Regions from separate parts of the Mus musculus genome. Here all the other regions are linked to region 2. A link is a contact called in public Hi-C and promoter capture Hi-C data. All regions are on one chromosome and are shown on one strand. The core of a region is the stretch at or near the end of the contact, and the rest is flanking DNA. Distances in the headings are between cores, read along the strand shown. Region 1 overlaps Lpp (LIM domain containing preferred translocation partner in lipoma). Region 2 has its middle 23 kb from the start of Tprg. Region 3 holds the start of Lppos (LIM domain containing preferred translocation partner in lipoma, opposite strand). Region 4 overlaps Lpp (LIM domain containing preferred translocation partner in lipoma). Region 5 has its middle 46 kb from the start of Lpp. Region 6 overlaps Lpp (LIM domain containing preferred translocation partner in lipoma). Region 7 overlaps Lpp (LIM domain containing preferred translocation partner in lipoma).

Evidence for each region. Promoter capture Hi-C pulls out the DNA fragments that hold promoters and counts their contacts. Hi-C and Micro-C count contacts between places; a contact is called where the count stands out from the background.
Region 1: a contact with region 2 is called in a Hi-C map of the C2C12 cell line, with 5 times the contacts expected there. The contact joins two enhancer-like sites. A contact is called at or near these places in 1 of 39 promoter capture datasets (the 3T3-L1 cell line), 1 of 15 datasets of contacts at CTCF or cohesin (large pre-B cells), 12 of 484 Hi-C or Micro-C datasets (the 3T3-L1 cell line, the C10 cell line, the C2C12 cell line and 6 more), 3 of 115 datasets of contacts at active chromatin or transcription factors (bone marrow-derived macrophages, fibro-adipogenic progenitors and large pre-B cells) and 1 of 9 other capture datasets (embryonic stem cells).
Region 3: a contact with region 2 is called in a promoter capture Hi-C map of pre-B cells, with 3 times the contacts expected there. The contact joins the promoter of Lppos here to the enhancer-like site in region 2. A contact is called at or near these places in 17 of 39 promoter capture datasets (the 3T3-L1 cell line, 3T3-L1-derived adipocytes, the C10 cell line and 11 more), 1 of 15 datasets of contacts at CTCF or cohesin (large pre-B cells), 13 of 484 Hi-C or Micro-C datasets (the 3T3-L1 cell line, the C10 cell line, Sertoli cells and 8 more), 16 of 115 datasets of contacts at active chromatin or transcription factors (the NIH/3T3 cell line, astrocytes, bone marrow-derived macrophages and 11 more) and 2 of 9 other capture datasets (adipose tissue and embryonic stem cells).
Region 4: a contact with region 2 is called in a Hi-C map of bone marrow-derived macrophages, with 11 read pairs. The contact joins two enhancer-like sites. A contact is called at or near these places in 4 of 484 Hi-C or Micro-C datasets (the BV-2 cell line, the Ba/F3 cell line, bone marrow-derived macrophages and 1 more), 2 of 115 datasets of contacts at active chromatin or transcription factors (embryonic fibroblasts and fibro-adipogenic progenitors) and 1 of 9 other capture datasets (embryonic stem cells).
Region 5: a Hi-C map of pro-B cells shows a contact between it and region 2, with 3 times the contacts expected there. The contact joins two enhancer-like sites. A contact is called at or near these places in 1 of 15 datasets of contacts at CTCF or cohesin (large pre-B cells), 7 of 484 Hi-C or Micro-C datasets (B cells, bone marrow-derived macrophages, embryonic stem cells and 2 more) and 5 of 115 datasets of contacts at active chromatin or transcription factors (the 230-238 cell line, bone marrow-derived macrophages, fibro-adipogenic progenitors and 1 more).
Region 6: a Hi-C map of myocytes shows a contact between it and region 2, with 7 times the contacts expected there. The contact joins two enhancer-like sites. A contact is called at or near these places in 2 of 39 promoter capture datasets (the 3T3-L1 cell line and 3T3-L1-derived adipocytes), 1 of 15 datasets of contacts at CTCF or cohesin (large pre-B cells), 25 of 484 Hi-C or Micro-C datasets (the C10 cell line, the C2C12 cell line, the HL-1 cell line and 12 more) and 4 of 115 datasets of contacts at active chromatin or transcription factors (bone marrow-derived macrophages, cardiomyocytes, fibro-adipogenic progenitors and 1 more).
Region 7: a Hi-C map of cortical neurons shows a contact between it and region 2, with 3 times the contacts expected there. The contact joins two enhancer-like sites. A contact is called at or near these places in 1 of 15 datasets of contacts at CTCF or cohesin (large pre-B cells), 9 of 484 Hi-C or Micro-C datasets (bone marrow-derived macrophages, cerebellum, cortical neurons and 5 more) and 1 of 115 datasets of contacts at active chromatin or transcription factors (large pre-B cells).

The regions. Positions count from the first base shown.
Region 1 is chr16:24,514,095-24,517,034 of GRCm38.p6, reverse strand. The region is part of intron 3 of Lpp (LIM domain containing preferred translocation partner in lipoma); the gene reads right to left. Among named protein-coding and RNA genes, the nearest start is that of Gm24440, 110 kb to the right of the region's middle. Within about 2 kb of position 1,669, at least 41 of the 459 cell types and tissues checked have an H3K27ac peak or open chromatin away from gene starts, as enhancers often do. A contact at or near this core is called in the C2C12 cell line, where this site is marked.
Region 2 is chr16:25,261,998-25,265,235 of GRCm38.p6, reverse strand. No RefSeq gene overlaps it. Among named protein-coding and RNA genes, the nearest start is that of Tprg, 23 kb to the left of the region's middle. Within about 2 kb of position 1,290, at least 86 of the 459 cell types and tissues checked have an H3K27ac peak or open chromatin away from gene starts, as enhancers often do. A contact at or near this core is called in 3T3-L1-derived adipocytes, the C2C12 cell line, Sertoli cells and 11 more, where this site is marked.
Region 3 is chr16:24,392,222-24,395,165 of GRCm38.p6, reverse strand. Lppos (LIM domain containing preferred translocation partner in lipoma, opposite strand) reads left to right here and starts at 1,511. Exons shown (of 2, transcript NR_037954.1): 1 at 1,511-1,812; 2 at 2,059-2,610. Lpp (LIM domain containing preferred translocation partner in lipoma) reads right to left here and starts at 1,816. Exons shown (of 13, transcript NM_178665.5): 1 at 1,562-1,816.
Region 4 is chr16:24,433,589-24,436,553 of GRCm38.p6, reverse strand. All of the region lies in intron 1 of Lpp (LIM domain containing preferred translocation partner in lipoma), which reads right to left. Among named protein-coding and RNA genes, the nearest start is that of Gm24440, 29 kb to the right of the region's middle. Within about 2 kb of position 1,428, at least 164 of the 459 cell types and tissues checked have an H3K27ac peak or open chromatin away from gene starts, as enhancers often do. A contact at or near this core is called in bone marrow-derived macrophages and muscle stem cells, where this site is marked.
Region 5 is chr16:24,346,095-24,349,509 of GRCm38.p6, reverse strand. No RefSeq gene overlaps it. Among named protein-coding and RNA genes, the nearest start is that of Lpp, 46 kb to the left of the region's middle. Within about 2 kb of position 1,404, at least 74 of the 459 cell types and tissues checked have an H3K27ac peak or open chromatin away from gene starts, as enhancers often do. A contact at or near this core is called in bone marrow-derived macrophages and pro-B cells, where this site is marked.
Region 6 is chr16:24,493,950-24,496,953 of GRCm38.p6, reverse strand. All of the region lies in intron 3 of Lpp (LIM domain containing preferred translocation partner in lipoma), which reads right to left. Among named protein-coding and RNA genes, the nearest start is that of Gm24440, 89 kb to the right of the region's middle. Within about 2 kb of position 1,298, at least 100 of the 459 cell types and tissues checked have an H3K27ac peak or open chromatin away from gene starts, as enhancers often do. A contact at or near this core is called in the C2C12 cell line, bone marrow-derived macrophages, fibro-adipogenic progenitors and 3 more, where this site is marked.
Region 7 is chr16:24,469,731-24,472,946 of GRCm38.p6, reverse strand. All of the region lies in intron 3 of Lpp (LIM domain containing preferred translocation partner in lipoma), which reads right to left. Among named protein-coding and RNA genes, the nearest start is that of Gm24440, 65 kb to the right of the region's middle. Within about 2 kb of position 1,511, at least 13 of the 459 cell types and tissues checked have an H3K27ac peak or open chromatin away from gene starts, as enhancers often do. A contact at or near this core is called in cortical neurons, where this site is marked.

The DNA of each region.
Region 1 (2,940 bases), core at 420-2,919, 750 kb after region 2:
TGCCTTTCCCTTTCTATTGGGATCCCTCTGTTCTCCACAGGAAGGGAAGGGGCATGAGTTACTTGATTGTGTAGAAGGGCAAATGCAAGGCAGTCCCTTACTCCAAACCTTGAGACTCATCTGACTACTTGGAGTGCATACTCCCTTATCTTCCAGGCTGCAGGATGGACAGATGTAGCCCCTTAATGTGGAGGGAATGCCTGGGAGAACGTCAAATGGTTGCCATGTTGGCAAGCCCACTGAGCTGAAAGACTTAAAGACCTCTCTACAGTGCCTCTCTGCCTGGCATCTGCATCAGCTTTAACTGGTTTACAGTAAGTACAAAAGAACAGAGAAAGAACAGCAAATGGAACTTGAATGAGGATTGGTGGCCAACTGTTGGTGAGATGCAGGACTCTCAGTATGTCTCCTGCTCTAACACACACTGAATGATCACTGCCTCATACCTCCATGCTTCCACTGTTGCTCTTGCTCCTGGATAGCCTGGCATGGCCTTCCCACATCCTTTCCTGTCCCCATCCCAACCCCTCACCTTCTCACGTGCAGCCAGTTTCTGGAATTTGTTCTTTAAATGCTCCCTGCAAATCACCTCTTCCAAGTTTCTGTCCTCTGTCACTCTGAGGTCACACAGACATTCTAAATCTAATGTAAGTCCAATGTCGACAGGACTGAGACCTCCTGAATTATCAATGACTAAGTCCATTCATTTCCAAATCATCCTTTCCAGCCCTCTTCCATTCAGCCAAGTTAACAAACATTTACTGAGATCTTATGTGCCAGGTCTCTTATATTTTGTGCTGGCTAATTTCATGCCAACCTGACACACAAATGAAGTATCTGAAAGAGGGAAATTTCAATGGAGAAGATGCCTCCATAAGGTCCAGCTGTAAGACTCTTCTTAATCAGTGACTGATCCGGAGGACCCAGCCCGATGTGGATGGTGCCATCCCTGGACTGGCAGTCCTGGGTTCTACGAGCTAGGCAAGCAGGGTAAGCAATCTAGTATGTGGCACCCATCTATGGCCTCTTCATTAGCTCCTGCCTCCAGGTCCCTACCCTGTTTGATTTCCTGTCCTGACTTCCTTCAGTGATGAAGGAAGGAAGGAAGGAAGGAAGGAAGGAAGGAAGTGTAAATCAAATAAATCCTTCCCTTTCCCAACTTGCTTTGTGGTCATGATCTTTGACGGCAGCAGCAGGAACCCTAAGACACATTGACCATCATCTTTCCCACGAAGAAGATATAATCCTCAGTCTCAAGCCCACACAGGGCTGTACCCACAAAGGTACACCATTCCAAGATCATCATACTGTCTGGGGTGTAGCCATGAGAACTCATCTACTGAAGCAGAGCAGCAGATGCAGATGGAAGTGAGCCACTAGGACGCTAATTCAGACCATGTGCTTTTAGGTTTGGAGGAGGAAAAGAATTGCCACTGAAGGAGTGGGAGCAGTCACAAGAAGAAGGCAAAAAGAAAGTCCTAACGGGCACTGCTCCACGGAAAGCCTAACTGGTCGATGTGAACAAGACTCCCATCCCCAAACTTGCTTTGAAAACAGAGGTCTGGATAACTGTGGTTTTGTCACTAGATGAATAACAAGCCCTGAGGGTTGCTAGAATTTCAAGACCCAGACCAGATCCACTCAAATATAGCTGGAAGCTTTCTAGTAACTCTAACGGTGCATGGGCAATGAGCTGCACAGAGAAGTGAGTCACTTACTGGAATCTGTGCTGCCTACATTACTCAGCTGATATTAATACACCCACTTGTTCATTAAAGTTTAATTGGAGTTCATGTGAATTGGTTTCACTGGATACTTAATCAAAGAGGACTGTTAGTGTACAAAGGGCACACTTGCAAAGGTGGAAAGGCAAGTCCTCTCTTGCCTCCAAGCACGTCCACAAGGATGAGGCAAGGACCGATGAGGAAGAGGAGCAGCCGCTGTCTAGACTCACCCCAAAGCAAGAAAGAGTAAATCAAACATTCTGTGTAAAGGACCAGGAAGGAGCATTCTCCAACTCCAAAGCATGACCAGAATCCACCCAGGATACAAATGCTAACACACTTAAACCGGAATGTGCTCCTTCTAAACCCTTCTGGATTCAGTAACACGGCTGCGGGGCTCCTTTTCACCTCCAGGGCACCTGTCTTCCAGCTGTATATCTTTATTTTTAAAATGGGTGGATAAGAAAATTAACCATCATTCAACATAATCACACACTTCTCTTGTGCTGACAAGCAAACCATGAACACAATCCCAAACGCCTATTTATACAATCAGGGCTGTCAGTACCCTGTTATTTCTTATCGGATAGCTCATTAATCAACATTTTAGGAAGTATTAGTTTTTAAGGCTCAAAAAACAGACTGTGTGCAAAGTAAAGAAGAAATAGATTTGGGGTTTGGTGGATTTGATTATCTCATCAGCATTTTCTTATTTCTGTTCATCATTGTTAATATGCAAGACAACTTTGCCCCCAAACAAATCAAGGTGAGGTAAAAACTTGGCAATATACCCTATTTTGATTCCCTAAAGGAACTTGGAAAGCTTTTGACTGAAGGGCAGACTAAATTTCTTCATAATGATACTGAGATGTAATTCATATACAAAATAAAGTCAGAGACTTGTACTAACATCACCGTAATCTAACTTAAGGATATTTTCAAGGTTTCCAAAAGTAACCGGTATCATCCAATCTGAAGAAACAGAAGAATGTAAGCCAAAGAGAGGAAAATCCTTCATTGTCCTCTACGCTACCCTTGCCACAAAAGCTTCATTTCTAAACTTGTGTGAAGTGGAAGAAGGGGTGTAGGATATACAGACTCCTGTGAAGGTAGAGAATACGCAGGTATATGACCTTAAAACATACACGCTGATATATATCTGATGCATAAAGCACACTAAAAAGTATCACTAGACTCTGTAGACCTCAACAAAGAC
Region 2 (3,238 bases), core at 41-2,540:
GTGGGTGGGAATCTGCGGTTGGCACCAGAAATGGCATTGGGGAATGGAATCGTCTTTGCCCATCAGGAGGCCACTCACGCTTGGTCAATTATTGGTCTGAAATTTCTCACCGAAGGCAATGCCATGCAGCCAGCCGCACTCTGTCACAAATCGGGGTCCTGCAGCCATATAGCGGAAAGTTCTTGAGTACAAAGTGAAGTTTGAGTATAAAGTGTGGTTCGTAGACCGAATGCCGCTGTGAGATGTGAGGTGATGCTTCTCATAACTGCATCAGGCAATCTGTGGGTTGGGGATGACAAGTAGGTTGGAGACACCTAATGTGGGTTGATACATGGGGTGGCAGACAAAAGATGCTTAGTAGAGACTAGAGAGATGGCTAATACCAACCTTTCTCTCACAAAATAAAACTAGAAGCTAGGGATGAGGGATCTAGGTCCTGTTTGGAAACTGACCAATAAAATTGGGATGACCATGAAACTAAATGTTTAGAACAGGTCTAGAACAGGGGACTACTATCTCAGACCTGATTTATAAGTAGCCTACTGTAGGCTGGACAGTACAGTGGGCTCTAAAACCACAAAGGTGTTGATCATATTAGGTTAGAACCTCTCCTGCAGCAGGGGTTATTAAATGTGGCTCTATTGAGCCATTTGGCCTGTCAAAAAGTGTTGGCATGCACCAATCATGTGGGACATGGTGTTGAAATGACTTTTGACCTACAAACTCTGTCTTCAGTCATAACCATGATGTTTCTATGTATTTCAAATAATGACTTCCACTGATGAATACTTGGAAAGCTTATGTGCAGACAATGGAGGTCTGCCTTTTATCAGCAAACTCTGACCCCATTATATTCTGGCTTAATGCTCTAGAGCAGACCTGTCTCCTTGGTTAGGCATTTCAAGGATCCTGGGGTCTGATCCTACCTTTGTCTCAGTTCGTTCCTGTCCCTTCTTTCCCATATCCCTTATCAACAAGTCGGGTGCTAACCTAGCAAAGGGGTGTGCTCTGTATGTAGAACAAGCCTCCTCCTTTTTGTCAAAGTGACAAAGTGACAAAGGATGCTTCAAGACTCAACTCAAAGGTATTCTTCCCCATGCTACGTCTTGATAACACCTTGCACATTTTACTTTAAATGCTAGCATGCCAATTAAGTCTACTGGACTGATTGTTCCTCAAGGCCAGAAACCATGTTTATTCATTGTTGCTTTTCTATATAGCGGACCCTTTTCTAAGTGAAGAGGCTAACTCAAGCTGCAGTGCAAACTATGACCACCAGATGGCAGTAGGTGGACATTTTGTCTCTCTCCCAGCATGAGGGAGAAGAAGGGTTTGTAACAAGTGCCTTTCATCTCTGCCCTTGCAGACAAACGTGTCTCTGAAGACAGAAAGAAACCTTTGACTGGCTAGTCGGATTCCCACACCCCCGAATAAGAATAACAGGTGGCCATTGTATTCTCCCTTTCCTGACAACTCTGTCCCTTAGGCTCAACTGTATTCCATGATGCAGGAACATAGATATTTCAGTTTGATCTTCACAAGGACAAGGTGACCGTCTTCTCAGGAACTGGGAGGAATGGTCACCAACACCCACTGATGGTCAGCGTCTGTTGAGGTCCCAGAGCTTCCTGCCCACATCCATCTGTCAGACCCGAGCAACTGACAAATGTCAGACAAATATCCAGTGCTGACATTTTTTTCTAAACGTTGTTATTGTATTTTTGCTTGACATGTAATAGGTATACATATTTTTAGGCACAATAGGCGTTAGATATAAGAATATTTTGAAAAATATAAATAAATAAAAATTAAAAATAAAAAAGAACATTTTGTGTAATAATCAGTATGGTATTTTATCATATCTAAATTACCTCAGCCATTTATAATCTTTTATTGTGAGAACACTTAAATTCTTCTCTTGTGGAAGGTGTTTGGAAATACACAGAGCAATACTCACCATAGTTATACAGTTGTGCTTATAGTGACAGACAGACCGTCTTCCTTTTACCCAGTTAGGCATAGGCCAGACTCTCCCTTCCTTCGCCTCCTCTCTGCACTGTCTGATTACCACTTTCCCAGTCTACACGTATGACATCAGCTTGTTTTGATTTCTCAAACGGGTGAGGTCATCCCTGTGGTATTTGTCTTTCTGGGCCTGTCTTGTTTCCCTTAGCTATGCCCTCCAGACTCATTCACAATACTGCAAAGTTAAGAAGTCAACAAGTCTTAATGACCAAATAATATTCTTCTGGGTATAGATAGACAGAAGTCATAAACGTTCCACTGATGGACCCTACCATTGATAACAATCCCAGGCTTTCGTGAAAATCACCAGCAATTCCCTGCGCATGTGTAATACTGTGAAGCTAGTGTCTTCCCTGAGGACTTGCCAGCTTAGTTGTTGAGCACAGTGAGACAGCCCTAAGCTTGAACTTTGAAGCAGCCTAGAACCAGAATCCCTGACTTCTTTGTGTTTGCTGGTCTCTGAAGTGCCCCAGAAACCAAGGGACTCTGAAGTGATGCCCAAGCCAACCGAACAGCTCTAGAGGCACGCAAAAGTCCTCTCAGCCCTAAAGTAAAAGGGCCAAGAGTTTCCCTTCCTCGTTCCTCTATCACAGCTAGCTTACACTCTTCTCTACCCTCTACTGCCTATTGGCATGGTAACCGGGATGCAGAAAACGGGGGAAGTGTCTATTACTCTCTCCATAATTCTTGACAGTCCAGCTCCACCAGTTGTTCCCTAAGCCTATTCTCCTGGTTATTTTTTTTGGCAGTTTGACATAGCTGGAGTCATCTGAGAAGAGGAAACCTCAGTTGAGAAAGGGCCTCCAACAGACTGATCTGGAGGCAAGTCTGGGAAGCCTTTTCTTCATTGATGGTTGCTGTGGATGGACCCAGCTCACTCTAGGGAACCTTCCTCTAGGCTTGTGGTCCTGGGTGCATAAGAAAACAGGCTCAATGAGCCAGCAGCCCTTATCTATGGCTTCTGCTTCAGTTTCTGCCTGCAGGTTCCTGTGTTGGGATCCTACCTCGAACCCTTTCAATGGACTGTGACTTGGGATACATAAAGCAAACACGCCCTCCTTCCCCACTCCAAGTCGGCCTTTAAAATTTTCAGCAGCAGAAACCAAACTAAGAAAACTATGGGCTTTAAAAAAACCACTATTAGAGAAAACATCATCTTCAAGTATGAAGCCTAATATTTGAGTAAGATTCCACAAAGCCTAACTTCTCTTAA
Region 3 (2,944 bases), core at 262-2,761, 870 kb after region 2:
CCTCTTTAAGTGCCCCTTGGCATTGGCAAGGACACCAGGAGACTCCTGGGAAAGCAAGATTCTTACTGGGTTTCTGCACCAACATCCCCCACCCCACCTCAATCCAGCAGTGAATATGGGGCTAGCAATTCAACTTCTGTGGACCGGGGTCTACTTCCTGTTTGTAAAACTGAGAAAGGGTCCCGCTGGGAGAGGTTGACACACTCTACAGTAGCCCTGTACACTTTCCCTCTTCCCCTAAAGCTTGTCTGAAAACTCGCTTGTGCCGGGAATAGTGAAAACAGTGAACCATTAAGTCACTAACATCTTTGAGAAAAAGTTTTACTGCAGAGGCAAGTTTGCAAAGGGAGTGTATAGAAACAGGAGAGTCCCAGAAAGGATCCGCGGAGAGCTCTTGCCAGGCCTTCCTTGTGGGGGAGGGGAAGCAGTGGACCCCCTTCCTAAAGAGAAAGAAGGCCAGAAACAGTTTACACTGCCCTGTCCAAGTACCCAAGCCACAACTCCACTGACACGGTCTCCTGTCATACTCCCACCCCAAGCCACGAACACAATTCCACCCACGCCCACTCCCCACCCTTATTTAGCCTTCTCTGGTCTGCAGCTGCCTCCCTGACACGAAAGGCCTCGCCTTTTTTACTTAAGAAAACTCCCTATCCTTCAAAGGAGTCAATCACAGGCCCCTCTGGGATTTCGGGTCCGGCCATGGAGGCCAAAATAAGAAAAGTCCTTCCGCGAACTCCCATAAAAAAACCTGATCTTTGCGTTCTCTCCAGGATTTGGCCCTTCCTACTTTGAGTCAGGTTAGGCTCCTGCGTTCCAGTGAGCGCTCCCAGAGGGCAAAGTTTGGCCTCTGTAACCTACAGTGCTTAAAAGCAGTGGAGACTCCACAACCGCTTACAAAAAGATAAATTAATTAATAAATTTTTTAAAAAATTTTAAAAAGGCAGCAGGGGAGCAGAGGTCCGGAGCCACCGATCTTAACCTGGCTCCACCTTCCAGGGATGACTTCCAGGAAAGCCTGCCTCTCTTTGCCTCGCCTGCCCTGACTGTAAAATGGGAAGACTCCGAGTCACTGGGTCCCTAGGCCCTTTCCGCGGTGACAACTGGGATTCCACGAAAGCTCGAAGCCACCGGGCGCGGCCCCGCCCCCTGGGCACCCAGAAAGGCCCGGGCCGGGGGCGCGCTGGGGACTCCCGCATCCGCCCCTCCCCCACGGCGTGCACCCCCGCTTCCCGGCCGGGGACCCGCACTTCCGCGGCGGGCGGGGCGGAGCAGGGCGCCCCGCGCTCCCCACCACCCTCAGCGGCCCGTCCCCCGGGGGGTCGGGGGGTCGAGCGGCGCCCGCGGGCCGAGGCTGCGGGAGGAAGCCTTCGCTACGATACCTGGGGGAGGAGGTGGACCGGGCAGCGGCGGCCGCGACGGCTGGAGGCGGAGGCTCGGGCGGAGGAGGAGGTGCCGGGCACTCCCCCTCCCATTGTCCCGGCCCGGCCCGCGGCCCGCAGCGGCCCGCTCCGCCCGGCCCGCGTCCTCCCCGGTGCCCGGCCCCGCTGCCGGCCCTTACCTTGCAGCGGCCGGCTCTCCCCCGCCGCTAACGCTACTTATCCCGGGAAAGCTCGAGCGGGCCCCGGGAGCGAACCCACAGACAAAAAGTGAAACTTCAGCAGCAGGCCGGGAGTGGCTGCTGGTTGGTGCTCTCCCCCTCCTTCCTCCCCACCCCCTCCCCGCGGTCTCCCGTGCGGTGCCCTGAGCGCTGGAGGCTGACGTCAGGGGCCTGAATTCCTGACTTTGCCTGCACGCATTTGTCCATGTAAGGTATGGGGAGGCGTGTGCCCGCGGGCCGCCGCACTAGCCGGACGGGGAGGGGGCGCGGGGGGCAGCGGCGGCTCGAGGTGGGTGACCCTGGGCAATGCACTTCCTGGAGGAGGGGACGCGGGGGGAGGAGGGGGTACAGGGAGCATGGGAAGAGGAAGGAAAAGAGGGATCTGCCTCCACTGGAGGAAGAGGAAGGAGATGCAGGAGGAAGTCGAGAAACCGGCACAACTCGGGTCTGTTCTGCAGACGACAGATTGGAAAGCTGAGCTTGAGCAAAGAGATCCTGCCATGGAACACCCCACCCCCCACCCTAAGAGCCTCGTCGGAGCCCCGCCCAGGACTCCAGCAGGACTCAGAAGTCCGGGATGGTAGAGAGCAACTTCAGTTCCCTTCGCACAGGAGAGCTCCGAAGCTGGGACCTGACCCAGTCCTGCCCCGTGGAGAGGAGCCAGTATTCTACTCTTAGCTGGGTTTCCGCCTCCAGGCACGACCCGGCCTCTAACTGTGAGCTTAGACCCAAGTTAGAGCTAGGCAGATGACTTGACCCACTGAAGTGACTAACCCCAGTTCCTGGAAGGTTGTGGTTGACAAGCCTTGAGAAACAATGGCAATCGAGTGCTTCAGGGCAACTTCCTGTCCTTTGTTCAAAGACAAGAACCTTTGGAGTTTAACTTTTGCTTCCCAACCCTGCCCTGCCGGAAAACCAACCAGAAAGCTTGCTCTGTTCTTACAGCTTAAAAAAAGAAAATACACGAACTGGGTGAACTGGTTTGAATAAAGACAAGCCTGTTCTTGGAAGGTTGGGTTTGGATATTTTGTGTTTGATATTTGTAAAAGTGAGCAACGATGAGAACCCCTTTTACTAGGTTAAGATTCCGGCTAGGAGACACTGGAAGCCCTCTGGCCCTCAGTAGTGAACGCTTTTCATCCCGGCACAAGAGAGGTTTACATAGACACTGTCACAAACTAACCAAAAACACAGATTTGGGTGTGGGTGTGTGGGTGGGGGTGTGGGTGTTTCTATCCTGTATCCTTTGCTTTACCCCAGTCTCCCAAACAACTTCAACCCATGCTAATAACACAACCACCCATTCTGGTCTTTGATTGGGTTGGGTAGGATCTAAGGAAAATA
Region 4 (2,965 bases), core at 179-2,678, 830 kb after region 2:
TAGCTTGGACAGTTTTCCAGATTCACACCTCTTAGGCTTGCTTGCTGCACTCCTGGACCATCCAGCCTCACCCGGCGCCATGCTCAGGACTTGAGAAATGTTTGCTCCTTTCTCTTATCTTGGCCAAAAGATGAACGGTGCTTTGACCGGTGACCCCAGCAACATGTCCAGCACTTACAGAGTTTTGCCACTGCAGCAAGAGTTGAAGTCCCCTCCCCTGAAACATGGGTGAGTTTGAGTCTGCTCCAACCGATGGAGAAGAGAAACACAGCCTCTGACTAACAACTACTGGCTAACAACAGCATGTTGGTCAGGATTCACCCTCCCTCCTTCCTTCCCTCTATTTGCCTCTCCCTCCCTTCTTCCCTCCCTCCCTCCCATATCCCTGTCCCTTTCCTCCTTCCTTCAACCTTCCTTTTAAGGCCATCAAACTAAGTGCATGCTGCGAAGAAAATCTATCCTGGAGAACATATCCAGCCATCCTGACCTGTGACTGTCAGCATTGCGTGTCTCTAGTGCCCAACCTTTAATTCCTCCAGCCAAGACCACAGGCCTTGTAAAACAAAAGCTCTGGCCATGTAGGCAGATTTCTTCCTCCTTCTTTGTCCTGCCTAAATTCTTGACCCAGAAAACTCATGAGCATATGTGATTGTTATATGCCCTAAGTTTGCAGCCCTGACTATTCTTTCAGCTTCACCCATCCCTGCTCAGACCATTTCTTCCTACACTGATGAAGTCCATAGACGATCTTGTATGGAAATGGCTCCACTGCGTGGTTGGAAACAAGGTACAGGTTCTATCTGTTACTACAACTAGGGGACACAGCAGAGTTAATGGGGGAATTGAAGATAAACAGACACAGACCAAGAGCCTTGCTCAACTCTACATCTGCCTAGTGAGTCCACTGAGGACTATGGCCTCTGCGGGCCTCTGTGCTCTCATCTGTAAGAGGGCTGGCTGAGCATGATTAGGAAGGCTAACTGCTGAAGGGCTTGTGAGGATGAACTGAGAGCTACCCAGAAACTGCAGCCATCTCTGCAGCTATTGACTACCCAGCACTTCCTCCTTGCTAGTGTGACCTCATCCCCAACACAGCTCCACTGCCTGCCTGCTCAGCATGGAGCTCAAGGCCTCAGACATGACACGCAGGTCAGAAACACTCAATCCTGGCTAAAAAATAAGCAAAAACTCCTACCTAGCGCATCAAGACTGCAAGCTCCAGTGGCTAGGAGTGTACACCCTGGAATCTCTGGCACAGATTCAATTCCCAGCTCTGTCAGGTCTCGCTGGTGGCCTGAGCTCTCTGTGAATGTCTCTTTATATGCAGAACAGGGACAGAAATGACACTTTCCTCACAGAACCAATACAAACGAAGTAGCCACCACTTAGTCATGTCACCAAGTATGTCGGTGCATGAGCAATCCGAGACTCATTCAACTGTAAACCCTGGTGCCTGGTGTACAAGGTAAAGAGTCAGGATCCCAGCCCATCTCTCCAGCATTGTACCGAAGCCAATGCACTTCCCATGCTCCCCCACAAGCACATTTAATGGGAAATGTATCTCACTTGAACAGGGGAAAGCAGTCCAGACACACCAGGGCTGTACCTCTGGGCATAGCAAGATGATAAGGCCAATGTCAGAAACCCTGCTTTTCAGCACAGTCAGCTCCTGTGGGTAAAATTAGCTCAGCTCTGTTCCAGTGCCAACCGGAGCCCCAAGGCAAAACTCACCCCAGGCAAAGCACGACCTCACCTGACCCTCACTCTCAGGAAGGGGTCCCTCATGCACCTCATTAGGGACTGCAATGACTCACTAGGCTCTTTCCTGTCTCTGGCTGCTGAGTTCACCTCGCTGCTATCCAAAAGCGCAACTCCACAGGAGAACTAAAGACAAATGCAAGCAGCCATTTCGGCTTTCTTCCCTCCGAGGCAGCTCACAGCAAGGACTGAGAAGGCTGCTTGCAATGCCAGCTGTGTGCTGAGAAAGCTTCCTGAGTTGTATAACCCAGCTCACAGGCAAAGAGCGGGCACTTGCCCAAATAGACCCCTGAGGTGACTATCCTTAGCTTTCTACAAAAAGGACAGTGTTGACAGAAAGACAGGCCTCTGCAGTACCTCTGTACCCTACAGCACACAGCACAGTAGACTAGAAGACCGCTAGAATCTCCTCTGCACCCTGTCACCCCAGCCGAGCAAGGACCACCTCTTCTAGGACCCTCCCCATTCACACTGCTACCTGAGTAAATTCCACCCCACCACACCCGCACCCCTTACTCTAGAGCACTTAGTCAGGCACAAATGACTAAAGATACAGAAATGAGAAGAATGTCCCTTCCCCTCCAGGAAAAGCAGTGAAGTTCAACAGAGGCCCAAAAAGGAGGAAGCAGAGATAAGTAAGGTCAAAGGTCACAGGGGACCGTAGTCCCAAAGGGAATGAGCAGGCGACGGGGGCAATGTTTCAGAGGAGAAAATGCAAGTGTCAAGCCATAGAAGGTGACAGAGAATCCAGGTACATGCCTGAAGACACGGCTACCACCTGCTGACTCTCCCCTTTAATAGATGCAAAACATTTGGAATTTTACTCTGGGTGAAGAAATTAGAGACTTTGAAAAATAGAGGTAGGCCAGAACATGTTCCTGAGTCTATAATTCCACTCGTGAGGAACAGAGAACACAATCAAAAAGGGCAGGACCAGGAAAGAAGGCCAGCTGAGAATGCTAAGAGAAAGGCTGAGCTCGGGAGGGGCCCTAAAGGACGACAGGAAGGGAGGGTTGTGGAGTGGCTGCCACCATAGCTGACAATACAAGCTGAAGACAGGGCATCCTGCATCCCATGCCCCCACCCCTCCCCCCACCCCTTGTGTTCCGCTAGCAGTGACTTGCTTCCCACAGTGACAGTGACATACTGAGTCTCTTTAAAGACTTCCAAGTGCAATGTCCAAGAGGCAGTGACGTCATTCATACGT
Region 5 (3,415 bases), core at 155-2,654, 920 kb after region 2:
TGAATGAAGCATATGTTTGACCATTCGGCTTAATAATAGTCAAGGAGTGGACGAGTGAGCAGGAAGTCAAGACAGTTGGGAAGCTGTACCACAGGACTAGTCAGTGAGCAGGAAGGGGTAGGGACCTGTGTTACATGGAGAAGGGATCAGAAAAGAAATGATGGTTGAATCACTGGGCAGGTCTGCTTGTCATTAGGTATGTCATTTGCTGATGGTCCCTTAGCCAGCTTTTGCTGTTGTCCTTTGTTTTGGGGTGCTTGGAATTCAATCAGGGCCTTGGGTGTGCTCGGCAAGTACCCTACTGTTGGACTACAGCCCCAACACTGTTTATCTATTCTTTAACCTCTCTCTTTTCCTTATTTTGCTTGCTTGGTTTTGTTTTTCAGACGGGGCCTCACTATATATAGCTCAGCTAACTTGGGACTCCTTCAAGTGTTGGGAGTGAATGCCTGGGTCACCATACCCAGCTTTCTTTTGGTTCTTTAGCAGTTATTAATCAGGACCATGACAGGTACACTTTGGAAGTCTGACCTTTCCAAGTCTTTTGTTCAAGTCATCTTCCCACCGTGGGTGGCCACTGGACCTAATTCTAGCTAAGATGGTAAAAACAGGAAACAGATGCAGGGATTCTTAGAAGTATTTGTTTTGTGGCACAGGTGCCATATTTTCCTTCCATCCCACCCTCAGCACCAGACTGTGTGTGAGGGTTGGCAATGGAGTCACCAGAACCCAACTGCCATTAAATAAATCTAGAGAGTTTTGACCCAACACAGTTACAGTGAACCTATTGATCCTCTTGGCCATCATGAACAACGTTGTATGTGAAAAACAATTCCTTAGCATTAGTGATCTAGGTCTTTGTTATAAACTTGTATCTTACAGGTTTGAGAGTACTTTTGACTTAGACCTCTTGTTTTGATAACCTCTTAACAAAGTTATCTATTATAAACAACTCTTAAAAAAAAAAGAAAACAAAACAAAAAAGATCTAGAGCAAAGAAAAGAAGAAAAAGCAAGCCAAGTCAAGCCAGCCACAAAGGGGCTGTAGATAGCATCTCTTTGGTTACTCCTTTTTCCTCCACAAATGAGGCACTACTAAGATTTATCACTGTGAGATTGAGACAAGAGTTATAGGTGTCTGGCCTCCTGTCTCTGCACCACCGTATATTTCTTTAATGAAGTGTGAGACCAGAGCTCCATAAATTCCCATAGTAGCAGAAGCAGGCAGGAGCTCGTCAGCGGAGCTATTCAGGGAGCCCAGCATCACTCTTTGCGTATTAGAGAAGTTCACAGCTGGCTAAAAATAGGCTTGGAGAGAAGAAGTCGCTTTTAGACCGCAGCTCATTTTGGATTTCTCTGGAGCCCCATTCTGGGCCACCGTGTATTTCCTTTTTCCTTTCGTTCTAGTAAGAGCACCCAGGCGGGTCAGAGACAATAGCTGCATGGTTATCTTTAGTTCCACTGTGCACTGAAAGCAGAACTCCGAAGAAATAACAGTAAGCCCCGGGGTACATGGACTGTTACTGCTTTTTAATAAGCGCTAACGCGAATCGAGTCTTTCCTGTGTCCTGGTCTCAGTGCTTGCTTTAAATTCTCAAAACAACCCCAGGAAAGAAAAAAAAAAGCTATTAATAGCCTCCTCCCATCTTTAATGAGGAACCAAAGATTCAGAGCAGACAAGCAACCTGTTTCCAGCCATAGAGCCCTGGGGTGTGAACCAGCGTCTGATTCTTTTCAGAGCCTGCACCCTCAGTGCCACCCCTGTAAGGATACACGCGCCTTTCTGCATCCCATTAGTATGACTCTTGTTGTAGGCCAATGAAGCAAGCAGAGGGGGACACTCCAGGGCCTCCTCGGGGAACGGACTACACACATGAAACCGGGACTTGAACTGTCAGTTTTGGAATCTTTCAAGACACAGGCAGCTCAGTCATGGAGTACACGTGGAATCCTCTCACGAGACTGCGTTCTAAGATTCAGCAATGGGTCCTCTGTCAAGGAACCAGCTGGCCCTGGGCTGCCCTGATTTATTTAGGGTCTTTGAAAGACATGTTCCTCCCTTATACCTGTAGTGAGCGATGTTTGGTACTTGTATGTACGACCTCAAATGTAATACTGTTTTCACGGTTGATCAAGCAGTCCTTCCTTCATATTGCAGGATCGAAGTGTGAGTTGGAGAGGGTAAATGTCTCCCGTGGAATGCGGCCAAGTTAGCTGATAAAGCTAATACCAGATCTCTTTGAACGTTTAAATTATCGAGTGACAAGAGAGCTGAGCCTTAGTTTATAGGGCTGAGGGTAGGTATTGTGCACGTGGATTTTTTTTTTTTTTGAAATACCTGAGTTTTGAAAAATAACGGTGTTCTGCCCACATTTTCAAGCACAGTGGTAGTCAAAAGAAAAACTCTATGGAGGTAATAATACCTTGTATTTTAAATACTACTTGTCTCTGAAAAGCTCAAAGCACTCTATAATCATTTCCTTATTATCACTCTCAAAACTTCCTGGGTCAAAAAGTTACAAAGTTTGTATCTTAACAAACGGGCCTCAGTTTCCTCTTTGGACATAAGTGGTTAGATGGTGAAGTTATCCTCTTAGAACTGTCAGTCCCAACAGTTTTCCTGCTCTCCCCTTCCCCAGCCTCAGAAGCACCCTCCCAACCCCCAACCCCTGCCAGCCAGGAACCCTGCTTAACTCTTTGTAAACCTAACAGGGGAGTCTCATGGTATAGAACCGTGAACTATTTCAAGTTACAAAGGTTCATGCAGGTAAGGCTAAAGGTGGAGATGCTTCCAGGTGGGCAGGGGCGAAAGGCCAGAGAGGTACGGTGGCTCCCAGTCTGTCAATTTGGATGCTTGGAATTGGTGTTTGTCTTAGGGTTTTACTGCTGTGAGCAGACACCATGGCCATGGCAACTCTTATAAAGAACAACATTTAACTGGGACTGGCTTACAGGTTCAGAAGTTCAGTCCATTATCATCAAGGCAGGAGCATGGCAGCACCCAGGCAGGCATGGTGCAGGAGAAGCTGAGCGTTCTACATCTTCATCTGGAGGTCAGTAGGAGACTCTTTTCCAGGCGGCTAGGACTAGGGTATTAAAGCCCATGCCCACAGTGACACACCTACTCCAACAAGGCCCCACCTTCTGATAGTGCCACTCCCCGGGCCAAGCATACATAAACCATCACAGTGTTAGGTAGTACTTTTATGAAAATATTTTGTTGTAGTTTTAAATAAAATAAAAGTGGTCAGTGAGACCCATCTTTTTTATTTTATTGAAGCTCTGCCTCACTACAGGTTGTACGTACTCCCCGACTCTTAGTGCAGACCCACAGCACAGGGCTGAGACCCTGGGTTCTGGAATATGCGTGACTGAGCAGACTTCTTCTTAGAGAGTGAAAGGGATTTATTCTCCCC
Region 6 (3,004 bases), core at 49-2,548, 770 kb after region 2:
GCTGGTGAATTACTGAATGTGGAAGGGGTTAGTCCACTGTAAAGCGCTTATAAGCCTACGTCATCTATCATACTCCCCAAAGGATTAGTCATGGTCAATAAATTATTACTGTTTATATGACTGGTCTTTCCTGTGGTTTCCTCATAATAGCACCACGCATTTGTAACCATTAAAATTTATGCTTTTACTGAAGCAGAAGATGCACTGGTCTCGGTGTCCCTACGTCTACCTCTGAGCTATTTGTAGAGACTGCTAGAGAATCCCAGAAATCGTGCTTGCTCTTTACCCTTCGGTTCTGGCCCTGAGAAGAAGTCAACATGCACAGTGTTCAGTGCCTTCATTCTTTTATACTGTACAGCACAAAGTGCTCACACTCAGGTCATCTTTAAGATGGTGCCACCCAGACAAGCAAACGGTTGCCCTCGACGAGCACCATGGGTTGGAACTAGGTGATAAAGGGGAGTCAGACGCTACACGGAAGAATCTGATCTCGATATTACAGTGAACACCTAAGGCAAAAGTGTGGCTTTGTCTGGGCTCTGTTTGGTGTTAAAGAACACAATGGCAATTTGATGCAAATCGATCCACTTGGTACTGCTGAACAAGAAGGAACAACATGAAACACAAAGAAACTGATCTGTAGGCTTTGGGGCTAGAAGAGACTTTCAAGGACCAATCGTATTTGCCAGACAGAGAAATGAGGATCTGGAGAATGAAGCATGACTCAAGAGTGAGCTCTGACATGGCTTCCCCAGAACACAGACCTCTTGTCTCCCGATCTCTCCAAAGCAACCCCTCTGTTATACAGCTTCATCTCTGCCCTCCCCTTTCTCCCAGGACCAGGGGGCTGCTCTATAGCCAGCCTAAACTGTAACAGGGAAATGTAGTTCCTGCAGGGTCCTTAACAAGGGAAAGGGGGACTCCTAATGCCCTATGGCTTTCTCAGAGCAGTAACTTTCTACAGTTACTTGGGATAGACAAGCTGCCATTGCGATATAATAACCACAAGGCTGGAAATCTGTCAAGAATTTCCTTTATCTTCTGTCAGAGAAAGTTCCTTTATCTTATGTTAGAAATACACCTTGCGAATGGGGAGAGGTCAGCGTTGACTACAACCATCTACCAAAAGGGTAAGTCACAGATGCCCGTAACAAGACTACAGCACTTAGGGATAACAGATTGCAGAACCCATAAAGACAGAAAGCATTCAAAGCCTTTCATTGCCTCACACGCAGATGACCACACTCCATTCTTCTCTCAGTCTTATTTAACATCTGTGACAGCCCAGTGACTCATCCAGTCCCTGCCTGGAAAACTCTCTCATGCCCAGTTCCATCTTGTAGAGTGCAGGGAAGCAGTGGGACCTCCCTCCTGCTGGCCCCACTTCTCCCATAAAGCAGGCTGAATGGATAAGAGCAGCAATGACTGGGCAAGGCCATGGAAAGGCTGCATTGAATTAGTGTAAAACTGTGGTGTAAACCTGCGCCATGTACTAGATGCCTCCCTACACACACTGATTGTCCAGAGATAAGAGAATGGGGAAAGGAGGTGGACCAAGGTGGAAGAAAGGCATAATGTGCCTAGGATCGAGAAAAGCTCTGCCAAGCACAGGGAACAGTCTGCCAAACATACTTAAGGAAGTCACAATGGAAATGCAAAGCCAGTATTTATTCTGTCTTTTTAGTTCAAGTCACAGAAAGTATCTGGAAGAATTAGAAAATGCTTTGTTTGGGGAATTCCACAGGAAATGAAATTATCTCAGACAAAATTAGAAGGAAAGCAAACAGATACGTTAGATGTCTTGGAGATCACAGCATCCAGCCACTTCACGGCTGAAAAAGGCACGCCAGGAAGAAAGTGCGTTTCACAGTTGAATGGCAGTCGAACTGGGCAGAAAACCTATGTCTGCTGGCTGTAAGAATGATTTCTTAGTTCCCATCCCATGCTAGCATTGATTTGAACACTAACTGAATTAAGCCGACTCATGTCTGAAGAGCAAAGGGAAAATAAACTTTTCCCTGTGGCAGATGCCTGGAACACTGGCTTCTTTCTCAGAACTTCACAGTTCATGTCCTACATAACGTGGAAATCAAGGAGCAAGCGCCCTGTTTCTTCAGTAGTGCACGTACATTTCTTAGCAATGCATTGCATGTCTGGCATCCTCGTCGGCTCCCTCTCCTGCTCCTCTTATTACCATATTAGGCACTGAGTTCCAATGTCTGGGTCACAGGACTCAGGCTGTGAGTGTGAGTGCAATCTGCTCTCTGAGCTGTTTGTCTTTACTGGAAGCCCACTGAGTCCATCTAGGAAACATTCACAGAAATGCAGAGGGCAGGGAGAAGTGATTCACACCCTGAACTTAGAAAGGGGAGAAACGGTGCTTTGGTTTGGTTTTGATTTGTTTTCTTATGCTCACTTAAAGGGACGAGAACCAGATTGGAAGAGAGGGCGGCAAGGTTAGCAAATCTCAGAGGCTTCTGTTCTCCACCGTGGAAACACGGGCCATGGATGAAGCTGTGTGAGGAGAGATTCCTGAGGCCTTGTGAGAAAACTCAAACAAACAAACAAACAAAAACAACAACAACAACAAAACCCAAAAAACAAACAAACAAACAAACAAAAACAAGACAAAAGTCTTGTGAAGTAAGTTTCTTTAAAACAAAGAATGCGATTTTGTGTTCCCCCCACGTGAAGGCATGGGAATGAGTTTACTGCAGCTGTTTTAGTCACGTGCCTCTATGGGAAAACATTTCTTGTCGTGTCCTTTTCATTGTGCATTTAACTCTGGCGACTCTTCTTAACCCTCAGCGTATAAACTGTCCAGTGCTCTAAATAAAGTTGGCTATTACATGAGACTTTAATCAGCTTCCCTTTTAGGTCCCACTCTCCCAGGTTCAAGCTGCCAACGGGAGCAATAAAACCTTCACAATTGTATGTATCTGTCTATGGATGTGTGTCCAAGAGCACAGCCACGCTTGTGTGTTTGGAAGTGAGAGCTGTTGTA
Region 7 (3,216 bases), core at 262-2,761, 790 kb after region 2:
CCCAAAGTTCTCAGCTACCACAGATGTAATGCTACTGAAAAAAAAAAAAATAATAAAGAAAATTATCTTGTTCAATATCCTCGTTTTATAGTGAATAAATAGAGGTAAAAAATGTTCACAGTGATAAAACAATTAAAACATGAACAGCATAGCTCAGGAATAGGCTAAGCCACTCAAAGCTACTCGGGGGACTAAGGCAAAAGGCTTACAAGTTCAAGGGCAGCCTGAGCAACTTAGCTATCCTCCAATTAATACAGGAAAACATACAAAAAAACCTTCCCATTTTCCTAATCAGTATTGTTTTAAAGAGATGTTGTAACAAAAGGCTTGGCAAAAAACAACTTAAGGAAGGAAGGATTTCTTCTGCTTAGTTAGAGGGTGTGGCCCATCGTGGAGGGTAAGGTGCTGGTCCCACTGCAGCCCCAGGCAGAACGGCGTCCTCAGCAGGATAGCACCCAGCTCACTTGCTTTTCAGCCATTCTGGACCCCAGTCCATGAGGCAGTGTCATCTCCATTCACAGTGCATCTTCCCTCCTCAGTTAAACAGCTCTGGAAATGCCCGACCCTCTCAGATATGCCCTAGGAGATTGTCTCCTCAAGACTCTAAGAGCAGTCAGGTTGACAGACAGTGAAGATTAACGTCATGGACCAAGAAGTATGTGACCTCTGCAAAAGAAGGGTATAGGCAGATGAAAAGCAATTGTTATCAAAAAGCGAAATGAGAGAGTGGAAGGAAGAACTACGCTTTGTAACATCTACTCATGTTGGTGGGAAGGGGGTGCTCAGGTGTAGAGGTTAAAAGATGACTTCAGACATCAGCTCTCTCCTTCCATCACCCAGGACCCAGGGATCCAACTCAAGTCATGAGAAACACACACAAATGGGGATGAGATGGGGGCTTAGAAAGCAGGCATTTGCAGTTTGCTCTCATGGACTTGCTATGTGCTGTGTGAAGCATGAAGTGCCTTTCTGGAGAGCTACTCAAAGGGAGCCTTGGTGAGGCTGTGTCAACTGTCAACGTGCACTTCTAATTAGGAAGTCTCCTACTGTCATTTTTTTGTTATTTTAATTACAGTTTGATCAGTGAGGAGCTATTTTGAATCTATGGGACTTTCCTAACCAGATTGTTTTGTCATCTTAAAGTCACTCAAATCCAAGGCCTACACAATATGGCAAGTATCTTTCTCCCCCTTCTCTTCTTTATACTCAAATTCTAAACAAAGGAGCCATCTGTTCTCTCTGAAAACATCAGCCCTTGTTGTCGTTTTCCCATTAATAATAGTGCCTCAAACTTATATAATATCTCTTCCCAACTTGCTTATTAAAGCATTTTGTAGACATAGCCTCATTCATCTTCAACATTATAGTCTATAAATGGGAGAAAGGGGAGATGCTGGCCAATTTTTAGCTTGGTAAATACTCGTTGGATGGTTCATGAATCTGAGTGAGAGCTTGCATGCTAGCAACAGAAGGGCCCTTGCTGATCATCTAGTCCAATTCTGGCCCTTGTGTGCATAAACAGAGACTGCACAGGAAAAGTGATTCTGTGTCCTGCTTGTGGGCTTGGCTCTCTGCTCCAGGCGGCAGGCAGACAATGTGGAAAGCACGTCTTACACACTCTTGTGTCTCCAGAAGCTGCTGTCTGAGTGCTCATTTAAATACTTGCTCAATGAGTGATCATGCCTCTGAAGAGTTTGGAAACAGCAGGTGTGGCAAAGTCAGTCAGGGTCAGAGCTCAGCTCTTCTGCCCTCCTGCTCAGTGTGTAAGTGTCTGGTTAGCATCCTAAATATAAAAGGAACAAAATAGAGAAGAGGTGAGAAGAAGAGAGATTGAGATTGAGCAGATGTAATGGCTTAGCCATTGGCCATGTTAAAACTTAACCCACGTTAAGGCAAACGTTGAGGGAGATGTCCCAAATACTCTCTGCCATCTTTGCATGATCGCTATATTGGGGAATCTGAAGGAGCTGTTCCTAAAACATCCTACTTGGGAGGGAAAAAAAGCTATCTGTCTAAATGCCAAAGGACAGTATGTCTCTAAAGCACACATTAGTCTAATAAGGACAGTCCTCCACCCTGTAATTTAACGTCATCAGTCCTTGTAACTCCAGAGGACTCAGTGTTATGTCAGGAAATCTAGCAGTCCACAGTTTTCCAAGGAGCAGAGAGGTCACTGGAATAAAGATCTTTCTTTCCATGTGCCTGAAGTCAGCAGTTCAGCTGACCTCTTTTTCTTATTTTCAGAACATCTTATCCCCTGCTGTGAATCCTTGTAACTGTACAGAAAATTAATGGTTCCTAGAAAAGCAACCCAAATCTGAGATTCTAACATCCAAATTGCTTAGCAGTTCCAAGACAGTCAATAATTCTCTAAAGATCCTTCCACATAGTCTGTCCCTGTAGATGATAAGACTGGGGGGGGGGGGGAGAGCAATGAGCGTTTCCCTTTCATTGCTGGAACCCAGCTCAGGACCTCATGCATACTAGAAAAACTCTACACTAAGCAGCACCCTGAAGCCCAAGATCACTTTCCATAAAGTAGAGAGAGAAGAAGGAGGGAGAAAGGGAGAGAGGGAGAGAGGGAAAGAGAGAAGGTCATATAACCAACTATGTTACAATATGATCTCACATTAAAAATAAGTTAAAAATAAGCAGAAAATAAATTCTTTTCAAAATATAAACAAATTAACACACATGAAATGTCAGTTCTGACTTCCACACCTGACAAAGGAGAGCTTCACAGAGGCAGAGCAAGCCATGAAAGACACTTGATTCCCTCAGACATGGAACTTTGCTCTTACACAGAACCTGTCTAGAGTTCACATACACAGGAGACCATCACCAGTGTCTGGACTGTCCTCAACACCAAGGAGAAGTATCTAGATGCTGTCAGGCAGTACTGCCAGCTAGAGCTCTGTAGATTATGTACTTGGGAGTTTACAGCAGCAGTGGCCTGCACAGATATGTCATAGCAGGCCCACCTCACTCTGGACACAATCCTTTCCAGACCTAGGATTTGCTTACTTAAGGCAGCAAAATTCCCAGGACCTTCGGGGTTCTAGCAGAAAGTACATGAAAGGTTAACCCCTTCTTATACTTTCCAGATAAAGCTGTCCTTTCACTCATGTGAGCAACCTTGCTATAAAACTACTTCCAAAACAAGAAGTATCACTTTGGAATTTGCAGACAAGCCTCATAATCTAACATCCTAATATT